Regions from separate parts of the Sus scrofa genome. Here region 1 is linked to region 2. Evidence: chromatin contacts called from public HiChIP or PLAC-seq data. All regions are on one chromosome and are shown on one strand. Each heading gives the region's core, a stretch centred on a gene start, on an enhancer-like site or on the middle of the called end of the contact. The rest is flanking DNA. Distances are from core to core; before and after follow the strand shown.

Region 1 (6,414 bases), core at 2,638-5,137, 140 kb before region 2:
AAAAAGTTGCAATCATCTTGTAATTTTCAAAGTAATGTCTTTAGAGACCCCTCAACCCCCATTTTTTTCTTGTTTCCATTCAAGATATTTCATCAAAACTGAAATTTCTCTTTCCTGTGTTGCATGTGGTCTTGATGTGCTTTCTCTCTGAAAAAATAAAATGTTCGGTTTCAGGAGCTCTGTGGTCTATGCCTTCACTTTAAAATCATGGGAAAAATAACTGTCATTTCCTTATCCCTCTCTCCAACTCCCTCATCATTTTCAGCGAGCCAATTTTCTCTCTCTCTCTCTCTCTTTCAGTCTCCTGTAAAGAACTTTTTCCTCTGCTCCATTCTCTGCAATTCAGGACTCACAATTTCTTTAAGATTCTCCGATGATCCTTTGTACTTGTGTCCACTTTTTTAAAATTAAAAAACAACCTCAGCTTCCTTTCGACTTCATCATCTGTGCATTGCCATATTTAAAACCCGTCTGCTTACTGATTGAAACTGTCTTCCTATCCTGCTTAATCATAGTAGATGCATAACTTCTGAATGGATTCAAAGTCACCAAGGGCTGGTGAAAGAGTTTTCTAGCATAGTCACAGTACTGCGTAATGTGCAATGCAGCTGAAGTAAAATAACTCATCATGAATGTGATAGAAAGAAATAAGAATGGAATCTGCATATTCTGTGCACTGGGTTGACAGACTCATAAGGCAAATCGTCATGACATGGCATTTGACACATCACAGTAGTAGCAGGGATGCTATAAGGGGAACGGGCATGGACTTCGAGATGAGCAATCTTGAGTTCTAATTTTTGGTTGTTCCTAATTGTGTGCCTTTGGGTTAAGCCACTGTCACTTCCCTGAGCTCCTTCATTTAGAAAGTTGGGGTTAACAGCTCAGATGTTTCAATGAAGTGACATGAAAGTCAGCCTCCACAGAACATAATAGCCTCCATAGTGGTAACTCTCTTCCTTCCGAAAAGTGGACACTTCTGCTTTGAATTCATTAGGTGAACTTTAGCCTCGATAAAACCATTTCAGTGTGAAAATACTTTTATTATTATTATTGCATAAATGGGCTACATAGGTAGCTAAACATGCTTTCACTTCTATAACCAAAAATCTTGGTATTGGCTCTAGAGAAATTATTAGGTTGGGTTTCCCATCTGATCAAACCTCAACTAAATACTCTCTCTAGCTTTAAAAGTATTTCATACTCAGTTACAAAGCATGTCTGTCACCTTGCTTGAAATGATTTCTTCTTTCTACCTTTTCCCTAATCAGACCATTCGGGCCATCATCACTAGCTTAATAATGAGACACAAGCTCTTTCTGGAAGGCTGGAGGTCTTAGACACTGAGGTATCCCTGTGAATAAACCTGGATGCCCATGTGTTCAACTCTAATGGCCTCCTTTCTTTCTTTCTTTTCTTTTTTAGGGCCTGTGGCATATGGAAGTTACCAGGCTAGGGTGTGAATCAAAGCTACAGGTGCCAGCCTGTGCCACAGCAACAGCAATGCGGGATCCTTAAGCCACTGAGCAAGGTCAGGGATTGAACCTGCATCTTCATGGATACTAGTCAGGTTCTTAACCCGATGAGCCACAATGAGAACTCACTAATGGCCTCTTTCTTAATTGAATCAAAGCCCTGCCAGTTTAAACAGGATGGGTATTTTCAGTTTGTTTACTAGAGTTCCTAGAATCCCAAGAAAAATATATATTTTGTATACCATAATCATTTCCAAAAATATAGTAAGCTTGAAAGAGGCTTACACCTACCAATTGTCAGGAATCTAAGAATTTGAAGAAGTTGGTTATGTAGGTGGCACTATCCCTTGTGAGAAAGGGCAAGAGTCCTCCTGTGTTTTCTCCAGAAACAGTACACTTCTGGGGAAGCTCTTTCACCATCAAGAACACTTGGAATCTATTACTTTTCCACCTTTATCTCTCCATATTCTAATTATCTATAATTTCTCTAAGAACTTTTCTCTGAAATTGTAGCAATAGGAACATTTTTTCCCATTTGGGCTATGGTCTTCATTCTGATTCTCAACACTATCCTTTATTATAACTTGTGATTTGCACTAAACATGGGCAAAATGACTGGCTTTTAGAAATGGATACAGATGTAGTATGTACAAGGCCAGGGAACAGCTTAATTATCTTCACAAAGTATTAAGGCTTCAAGGAATCAAATGATGAAATGGACCCCATTCTGTAAATTTGGCTTGTGATTAGACTGTTAGCCATGCTTGATGAGTTATCTGGTCTTGAGCTAGTTTTATAGATTCTTTTTTCAAGTTTGCATGTGCACCTTAGCTGGGTTTAAGAGTGTTCTTGCCAGCTTATTTTGGCATTTCTTCTGCCAACCTAACTACTGTACTGATCACTGACATCAGCTTTTGCAATCTGACCAAGGGCCTTTCTTTCTCTCTCTTTCCCTCTCCTCAGCAGCGAAATCTATGTTTTATAGGAAACCAGGTGTTATGTCAGGTTGCTAAGTATCTTCCCACTGAAGGACGAGTATTCTGGAGCAGCATATGTTTAGCATTTGACATTTGATAAATAAGCTTGTTTAAGATATTTGCAATAGAATTTCAGCTCTGACAATTGTAAGCAAAGGAGCCAGTTGATATTTGGTGAGGTAAACAGATGTGTACACGCAGCCTGCATCGAGATGCATTAATTTTTCTGAAAAGTGGGTAAGAACTTGCGAGCGTGAATAATGGAATTCAAATCAGAAAGGGCAAGATATTTGATATTCAGGAATAAATCACAGTATAATAAGTTTGTTACTTTGTTTGGATCGAATGAGGAGCCACTAATACTGAAATACAGTCAAAGATGAGGAAAATGGAGATTCCGTAGAGAAAAGCCTGGCCTCGAGATGATACTATTACTCCCAATGGAATGTTGTTTTCTTTGAAAGGCACTGGTTTGAGTCAGCACACGAAACATTCATTGATCACTACCTAGGAAAGCTAATTTATTTACAAGGCACAGAGGTAAGTCTAGTGGAAAATACAAAGAACGAAGCATAGTCCTTATCGTTAAAAAAAACCTTTAAAATCTTGGTGTGTTTTAGGGAGAGAAATTTTCTGGCTTGGGCAATAGGGGATATATATGGTTAAAACAGAATTGCTGCTATATCGGTGGTAAGAACAAGATATTTCCTTTTGCTGAGCTCTCTATTAATACGGTGGTAGAATTTTATGATCCTTAAGGTGCTTGATCATTCTTGGTTTCTTCTTCCCCTAGTTCTTTTGTACTTGCTCAGGTCAACATTTTAGGAACAGAGCTCTGGTGATTTCTGGGAGTTACCAGGTTAAGTAATAAATTCATCATTTAACGTGTATATACGGAGCCTCTAACTTACCCAGCACTGGGCTTCAGTCCTGTAGAGCAGATGAATGATTCTCTAATGTATTTAAGGTGACAGAGTTCACAGATGAGAGTTGATAAAAAGGGAGAACCCCATTTCAGCCTCGAGAAATTTGGTGTGCACCCACTTAAGGATTTGTTAAATCACCAGCTAGGGTGAACGACTTTGTGCTCCAACTGTGGGATTGTTGTAGGATGACTGTCCCACTGGCAGGCACTTCTTGTCCAAGAGGATGTGATTGGGTGTTGGTGACTCAAGTCAGGCCGGCAAGATTCATCCGTGACCAAATTAAAGACAACAGGGACTTTCTTTGTATCCAGCTCTGCATCGATCAGCATGAGACAGAGAGGCCACCCATTGGGAGGTGGGGAGGCAAACTGTTTCTTTTGCAAGTCGGAGAAGGAGAACTGCAGGCCTGCGTAGCAGAACTGTTAAGAAATGGGAGAAAAGAGAGAACTTCACAGGGAAACCTTGGTGTCGTATTTATTCCTCTTGGCTACAGAATGCCTGCCAGCAGGAGACTCATCATAAGATATTACAGGGAAATGAAGCCAGGCAAGAAAAATCTGCACTGCTTTTCTCCTCACCCCATAAATTTTGTTATTAATAAATCAGATTCTTATAGAACAGCCTGCCACAGCTGTCTCTAGAAACAAGGTTTTATTAGCCGAGCTTTTATTAAAATGCACAGTAGCTTTAAGAGTGGCCATTATACTTTAAAGTCAAAACGGATGTCATTGAGAATACATGTGATCGTGGCTGACTCCTCACTTGATTTGGACCCTGACACTGGGTTTGGTTGCCAGCATAAGGCAGCGTGATTTGACATGCAATTAAAGGTGTGGTAACCTGTGATTGATTTCCCATTCTTGGCATTCAGTCCCTGCCTAGACTTTTGGGAAAATTCCAGAACAGTGAATTCCCATACAAAGGCTACCTCTTTGGTTGCTTCAGCATCCAAAAGGGACATTTTAAAAATAGTACAGCAGCTCACCAGAACAGGAACAATGCAATCCATTTTTGAATTAAATTTTATCAATGTGAAATTGGTGAATTATCAAATATAACTAAAATAATTATAGTTTCCCAGTAGGATTTGGTGAAAAGGGAGACCAGTACTCTCTATGCTCTTACTCTGTGTAATTCATTTTAAGAGCCATAATGTATATGAGTTTTGTTTTTCAGACTGTAAACATAAGTACATGCTGATTTCAGAATCACTGTGGACTCGGGCAGTTTGTTTGTCAAGTGCTTTTCAGCCAGGCGACTCCAGCTCAACAGGGCAGAAACGTGGATTGTTGTAAACTTGTGGGCACACACTCTGCAGTGGAACAGGCATGACCAGGCAGGGCTGACAGCATATTAATTAAGTTTTCTTCAGTTGTAGAGCTGCAGCTGCTCCCTTCCATCATTGCTGAGTTCTTCTTATCACAGCAAATAGGAGCCTAGCTCTGGAGCCTGGGAAGAAGGACAAAGACTGGGCTGGGATGGCATGATTGGCCACCATGGTGGGCTCTGATGACTCTTATGCAGGTGGATAAGTAGAGCAGGTACAGCTGGGGTTCTAGTTTAGGAAGAAAGGGGAAAAGAAACACTGCTTGTCTGTACACAGTAGACTCATCAAGGTCAATTAACTCATAATGGTTAATCACCCCAGAGGACCCTAGTGTTAAGAGAACTTGCTAGTTTATTTGAATTTGGGTGCTGACCAATAACACCATGAAGTATTATGGTTCCTCGTGCATACTACAGTTTGTTGAGAAGTTGGCAGATGGGCTACTGGGCTGGAAGAGCAGCACAGCATTGGCTGGTACACAGCACCTGGGACAATTGAGGTTAACTGGTGGTTGTGACAGTAGCATGGTGGAAATGTTGGTAATTACTTTCAAAGAAAACTGAACTGATTAACCCATCTTGTTTGGGTCTTGCACACAGACTTCTCCCCACTACTAACAGATTTATTCCAAAAATTGTATAAGATGATGAAAACAAAACTTAACAGTATGGGGAAGGGACAGAGGAATCAAATCATGGAATTAGACTACTGGCTGCTTCAGTTACATTACTGGATCAGAAGATTTAATGCAGAAAGATTGATCCTAACTTCTTTTATTTAGCAATTTATTTAAGGCTTACTTTACTCACACTGAGTTGCCTTATCAGAAAGACTTATTTTGAAAACTGCTATAATTAAAATTTCAACAACTGATAGTGGCCAAGATGTTCTGGTGTATCAAACTCATGTTATTAATATATTCTATAAGATTTGAGGTCATACCAAGACTCATGTGTGTATTCCACTAACGTATCTATTGCCGTCTAGTAGGTAATTATGTCTAATGGTAAACAAGACAGATGTAGTCTCTGCCTTCATGTGGTTTGTAGTTGAATAGTCTTTGATATTTTGTTATGATTGTTATATGTCTTTAATTGGAGACATTTACCATTTTAGCTTGTGTTAAACACCGAACATAACACACTCTCCCCCACCCTCTGTCTTCCTCTCTCCATACTTTTGGAAAAGATAAAAGCCCCAATGGGGTTAAATTTCTGTACCCAATTGCAAAGTTTATTCTGCATCATGAAGGTGGAGTGAAGAGTTTTTAAGCAGCAAAGATTACATCTTTGCAGTTTCGATTTATAGGCTGGTGTTCCTGACAGCCTTAAAATTTTCCACTTGACCAATTTCATGGTCTTCTCCATACACAATGCAATCATTAATACAGAATTATATTTTGACTCAAGCTCTTGGGTGGGATGATTCAACCATCCTCCTTCAACACGGCAGCCTGAATGCAGCAACTAGTTATTCCAAACAATGAAAGGGCAGCATAAAATTATTTTTCACATTATGTAAAAACACTTCTTGCTCAGTGTTTTGCCCTTGACTTTTAAAAAGTAAACTTTTCATTTTTGGATCAGTTTTAGATTTACATAATTATTGCAAAGATCATCCCGAGTTCTCACATGCCCCACACTCAATTCCCTCCATTGTTAACATCTTCTGTGACTACCCATTGCTCTCATCACAGCTAAGGAACCAAT
Region 2 (6,316 bases), core at 1,898-4,397:
TGTAGGCTGGCGGCTACAGCTCTGATTAGACCCCTAGCCTGGGAACCTCTATATGCCACAGGAGCCACCCTAGAAAAGGCAAAAAGACAAAAAAAAATTTTTTTAATTAAAAAAAAAAATTTTAGCTTCGAGCCATCATGCGCAAATTCAGCTCATGAATAACAAGATGACTGAATTCCTTTCACATGTATTATCTCCTCATTTAATTTCTGCACCAACCCCATGGGGAAAAATACTAATGCTTTCTTTTTGAAAATTACCTGTTTTGAACCTTTGAGTATGATTATTTAATTGTTGCAACTACTCATGTTAAATCCTTGATGCCAAGGCTCTGTTGTACAGGAGAAAAGCCCAAACTCCTTATAACGATGTAGCACATCCTTCATCAGCTGACATTTTTCTTCTCTCCCAGATTACTTTCCCATCTCCTCCTCCCTCTAGCTCGTCCGTGCTGCTTCCCCTTTGCATGTTCAGGACTTCTTCCAATGATGCTTTCGCACCTCAGCTCAGTGAAATCCTACAAATGCCACTGGCTCAGCGGATCTTACCTGTCATCCTAGGCAACATCAATAGTTCCAGGACCACTAAAGCTCACAGTTTTCACAGTTTGTCCTATATTTCAAAAGCACTTTATAGGAGTTCCCATCGTGGCGCAGTGGTTAACGAAATCCGACTAGGAACCATGAGGTTTCGGGTTTGATCCCTGGCCTTGCTCAGTGGGTTAAGGATCCAGCATTGCCGTGAGCTGTGGTGTAGGTCACAGATGCGGCTCAGATCTCGAGTTGTTGTGGCTGTGGTGTAGGCCGGCAGCTACAGCTCCGATTAGACCCCTAGCCTGGGAACCTCCATATGCTGCAAGTGCGGCCTTGGAAAAGAAGAAAAGACAAAAAAATAAAAAAATTTTTTAAAAAAAGGCACTTTATAGCAGTTTATTAGGACTGGTCATATTATTTAAATCCATGAACATAATGAGAATAGAGGCCCTATTTTTCTTCTCATTACTACCACAATGTCTAGAATATAGTAGCAGATTGATAAATATTCATTAGAAAAAATTTACCTGAATTCGCGTTATTTTTAATTACTCACCGGTTGAAGAGCTTCATATTGAATATGGTAGATTCTGAGATGGAATAACACATCTCTTCTAAGAATTTGAAATGAGCATGTTTTATTGATGGGAAGTCTTTTTGCATCTTACCTTCTAGAATTCCAATGCATGTTCATGTTCCATGAAGAGAATGGGCTGTGGGGGGTTTTTGTTGCAGATTTGGAGCCAGTAGATTTTTATGAATGTGAACCTTATTGTGTCTTCTGGAAGCTTTTCTGTTCTTTAATACTTCTTTTTCTGTGTTCTCCCAGGAACCAGGGCAAGTGTGTCGAGGGAATGGTGGAGATCTTTGACATGTTGCTGGCTACATCGTCTCGCTTCCGTATGATGAATCTCCAGGGAGAGGAGTTTGTGTGCCTCAAATCCATCATTTTGCTTAATTCTGGTGAGTTGATAACATGGGAAAATTTAATGCCTGGTTCCTGAAAGATGTATTTATTTGTGTTTTCAACCAGATACAAGCTACTTGCTCTGAAGGCACAATCACAAATTGCAAGAAACAACTGACACACATTTAAAATTTTTTTAATAATAAATAAAATAAAATAACTGTCTTCTTTAGAGATTGCTTATCGAGGTAGTCAAATATGATGAATGAAAAACAAAAATGAAACATTGAATCAAATGGCCTTTTATTGAAATATTTGCATCCTTTCATAGATATTTTTGTTAAAATGGTACATGCGGGAGTTCCCATTTTGGCTCAGCAGGTTAAGAATCCAACACAGTGTCCGTGAGAATGGGGGTTTGATCCCTGCCTCACTCAGTGGGTTAAGGATTCTGTGTTGCTGCAAGTGTGGTGTAGGTTGCAGATGTGGCTTGGATCTGGTGTTGCTGTGGCTGTGGTGTAGGCTGGCAACTGCAGCTGCAATTTGACCCCAGCCTGGGGACTTCTGTATGCCATGGGTGCGGCCCTGAAAAGAGAACAAAAAAGTTACGTCCATGTGGACATAGGTCTGTTGCTAGTTACAGATGTCAGAGTGTTAAGTAGATCGAGAGACCCTGTTAAGAAATTGTGACCAATGCCAAATTCCAGGTCCTAAGGAAAGAGGCTTATTTGAGACAGACCATGTTTCTGGTCAAAACTGATGAGCTGAAAAATGTAATTGGTTCAAGAGGTAGAAAAACCTGGTTCTGAACCTGAGGAACGTGGAATTCAGCACATTGGTCCAGCAGAAGGAACAGTTTTCATTTGATCCATGGTGTCTAATTCAACTGTCCCCTCCTATTCCCTTGAGAAAGCTTAGCTGAGAGTGGCATCTAGTTGGTGGTTTTTTTTTTTTTTTTTTGGAGTGAGGTTGGCGGTTGTATAACGAGTCACTCCAGGTCACCCAGATGGAAACTCTGGCTCAGCCGGAATTAGCACCCTGACTCGTCCCAGCCTTCTCTGTATTTGGATCTAAGCACTTGATCTCCAATTTGTAGCACCTGAAGCTTAATAATGAGGTGTCAGCTGCACATAGATACCCTTAACCTGAACCCTAATCCCCCAGCCCCAGGCCCACGTCACATCTGAGACCTCATCCTCACTTAGAGATCACGGCTGTTTGGAAGCCCTGGGCCTGGTTTAGACTGAGTTTCTTAGACCGTTAGATACGGTCTCAAATTTCCCAGTAGCTGAACTGCAGTTTGTGTTGATCCCACATGAGAGAATCGGCGCTTCCTTGTCTTTTGAGGTATTTTGTTTCTTCCTAATGATTGCCAATCCCGGCCCACGTCCCCTAACAATTTTCCACTTCTCTTCCCCACCAATGCTGGTAACCTGTATTGCTTAATGGTTATCATAGTAATCACTCTCCCTTATCAACCGATAAATGGAAATCTGTACAATTACACGAGGCAAGGACGGAATTGCGGAGCGAAGTTGCACAAAACATAATGCGGTCTCTACTAAGGAAGTGATTACCACTCCATTCAAGTTTCTGGTTCCACTCACGTGCATTGTGCTTTTCATTTTCGTCATTTGTCCTGCACGTTGAAGGGTCCAGATCCCACAATGGCTCTTTATTGTAGGAGAGCTCTGGGAGCAGTGCCACTCGGCTGTGCACTGCCAGGTCCTGAACCTGCTCCTTCTTCGGTGGAGGGCTGGCACATGCCAATGGCTCTCGTGTGGGCAATCTGTTAATTTCAGGGAAGGCTGGCTTATCACGTGCTGGGACTTTTTTTCCAGGAAATAATACCCCAGACAGGAAGTGAAAGTAGCCAGAGTTATATAATCTACAAAAAAGTAGACACGCTGATTTTGGTCATCAAAATATTTCCTTCAGATCTGTATAGCTTTTTCTTGTGTTTATTGGTCTGCTCCTCTGAGAGGGTATGTTTTTTCTCATATTATGTAATTAAAAAAAGGCAGGACTTTTGCCATCGGAATATTGGATTTATAGACCTAAGTTTTTCAAATCCCAGAGGAAAAAACTTTCAGCCCGCACAAGAAAGTCTTTTATTAAATACTGGCACCAGCATCTCAAAACAGTATTTCCAACCCAAGGATTTGGATCCCTACCTGATGCCTCATGACACCAGTTAAACTCTCCTGCTCCATCGTTGTTCTTGCACTTCTGCCTCAGGATCTTCTGTGAGCTTCTTTGCACTGGAAGGGTTTGGAGCACTATTTTGGAGATGCAAGGCACTGTCTTACTGACAGAGTTTATTGTTGTCTTTTTGGTGAGATACCAGAAGCTCGTCTTTTCGCTCAAGGTCAGCCCTTGAGCAGTAGCAAAACAGAAGCCATCGCTCAACCTGGGGAAAATGAAATCACTCTTTCCACTCCAAAAGCGAGCTATGTGTTGGAAAAGCAGACCGGCTGCTGAGCACAGCTCCTGGTGTCTCATATTGTTCCTGAAATACAGAATCAGAAAGGACCTGACTCTGAAACACAGTGGTGTGGTACTCGGAGCCTTTTTTGGAGTTAAAAAGGGATCATATGCCACATGGGGGACACCACGATCAACAGTTTTTTTACCCCACAACTGGAGGTATGGACTTTTGTAATAACCCAACCAATTCATGGCTCCGGTCAGGGGCAGCTCTTCACCTGTCATGGGATAAATTACAAAATGACTCTAACTCCGGGAATCTCTGACAGAAGCCAAGCTAGAAATGATTCAGGAAACCCGAGCTCAAAGATGCTTTTCTGATCCCTGGGCAATAAGATCTCAAAGTATGGAGAAACCTTGGGTTTTGTGTTGAGCTCCATCCCCACAGTCTGAGAAGGGTGTGTTTACATTGGCCTTGATGTTGGGGCAGAGGCACGAGGGGAGTTGAAAGGTTGTTGTGAAGACCTGTTAGCCTTGATGGAAGACTTGAGAAGGTCTCCCAAATCCCAGAATCTCCAGGGGAAGCTCTTTTCACTGCTGTTTGGAAGTGGGAGATAGGCATCATGATCTCTGCAATAGAAAAATTTATTACTCTGCTTGCAGAAGCTTCAACTCATCCATAGGACAAACACTGTTTGTTTTTCCACCCCCACCGAAGGACAGAGACGTTCCTGGTTAATCCAGAGATGCTTTAGCCAAATCAATGTGAGCTTCAGGGCATTCTGAGAACTAGCTGGACAGAGTTCAAGTTGGGCAAATGAGAACAGAGCAGATGAACTCAGGGCAGAGGGCTGTGAGGAAGCAGCAGTGGGAGAGGAGAATGGAGCTGGAGCTTTAGAGCGGGACAAGGAAGGAGGTGCTATGCCCGTTTACAATATTCTTTCTACCCAATGGGACTTCAGTTCTTCATTCTAATTCTAGTATTTTGAATTCTTCAAGCCCAGTTCAGATCTCACCTTACTCAGGAAATCTAGCTACAACCCAAGTCCATAACAAGCCTTTCTTCTCTTGATTCTTTGAGTTCTTAGAACCGTACCTCCTATAATCTAGCATTTGGTCAGTTGGTTGATTGATTTCATTCACTGATTCAATAATTTCCTTCATTTACTCCGTAACTCATCCTTTATGGAATTCCCAGCTCTAAACTTTGTGCCAGATGTATGACAATGAACGCCATGGTCCTTTGATTTTGTTTTTTTCAGTTTTTCACTTTACCTTGGGTGGGTACTTTATGCATGTATATCCTAATTTCCCTATAACTATTGTTATTATTTTGTATTGCTCACAACCGGTGAACTGGCAACAAGTATTATACCCTTCTCTCATTTCACAGACCCTAATTTGCTGGACATGACCAGAAGGACCTAGAAAGTCCCCGTTTTCCCTTTGCTCTTCCTACTGTGGTGAAACATATCATCCTTTTCAGTGTCCTATAGATAATGTCAAGTTATTCTGTGAGAAAAAAGAATGCCCATCTCCTTGGGTTATTGTGAGATGAAGGGAAAATGATGTATCCAGTGTCTAATGCCCTTCATGGAACACAGTAGGTCTTCAGTCAGCAGCAGCTGTCATCCTCACGCATGAGAATCTGGCATAAACAGAGTCAGTTCATTCCTTTTTTCAATATAATTAAGTGCTTTTAGCTTAAGGCCTCCCTCCCGAGAGGCTTAAAAAAAATATGCAAGGACGCAGGGGTAATGACAACAATAGATTGTTACTGTTCTCCCGAGGCTTTGTTAATGGTGCTATGTAATTGTGTTTAGAGTAATATTAGAGGAAGATTTATCTCATGGATAATAATTGATTGTTATTTGAATCTTCATTCTGACTGACCTTAGTGGAGACTCAGCTGTGTCCTCATTCAGCATCGGTTGACTCGGCTGCTTCTGCTCCCCGCTCCCACACCTGTGATCCTCAGTAAGCCCTCTGAATCCATTCCCATTCAGAACCTCGGCCTTTTAGGGAAAACTTCACAAGTCCAAGCTTACTATGCAGTCTCTAATGCATGTTGGGTTTGGCCTTCGAGTGCAGATTCGTAATTATTTCTCCCCATTTTCGGAACTTCTTTCTGACCACAATTCATTGTATTCCTCTAAATTCTAAAGCACTTCACACATTTGGCTCCCTGGTCACTTTATCCGCTGGCTCCCTGGAGAGCCTGTCAGACCCCTGACTCCAGCTCCTCTGCCCTCCGTGTTACCGTAGATCCTTTTCCCTCTCTTGACCCAGACTAACTCTAGTTACTCCAGCTCGGTGCCTGCTAGATCCCCGTGTTACCTTTGGCGGGCCTGTCTGTTACTCCTGGAAAGTCTTTTGCTGTAGAGATGCCGAACCCTTGATCACCTGTTCATCCCAAACCGATCTTCAGACAACGTTTTTCTTTCAACTG

What was found. HiChIP or PLAC-seq counts read pairs in DNA pulled down with a chosen protein or histone mark.
Region 1: an H3K27ac HiChIP or PLAC-seq map of skeletal muscle shows a contact between it and region 2. The contact joins two enhancer-like sites. A contact is called at or near these places in 1 of 47 Hi-C or Micro-C datasets (liver) and 1 of 2 datasets of contacts at active chromatin or transcription factors (skeletal muscle).

What each region holds. Positions count from the first base shown.
Region 1 is chr1:14,389,119-14,395,532 of Sscrofa11.1, reverse strand. All of the region lies in intron 3 of ESR1 (estrogen receptor 1), which reads left to right. Among named protein-coding and RNA genes, the nearest start is that of ESR1, 99 kb to the left of the region's middle. Within about 2 kb of position 3,887, at least 8 of the 83 cell types and tissues checked have an H3K27ac peak or open chromatin away from gene starts, as enhancers often do. A contact at or near this core is called in skeletal muscle, where this site is marked.
Region 2 is chr1:14,247,207-14,253,522 of Sscrofa11.1, reverse strand. It overlaps ESR1 (estrogen receptor 1), which reads left to right. Exons shown (of 8, transcript NM_214220.1): 6 at 1,363-1,496. Among named protein-coding and RNA genes, the nearest start is that of ESR1, 240 kb to the left of the region's middle. Within about 2 kb of position 3,147, at least 3 of the 83 cell types and tissues checked have an H3K27ac peak or open chromatin away from gene starts, as enhancers often do. A contact at or near this core is called in skeletal muscle, where this site is marked.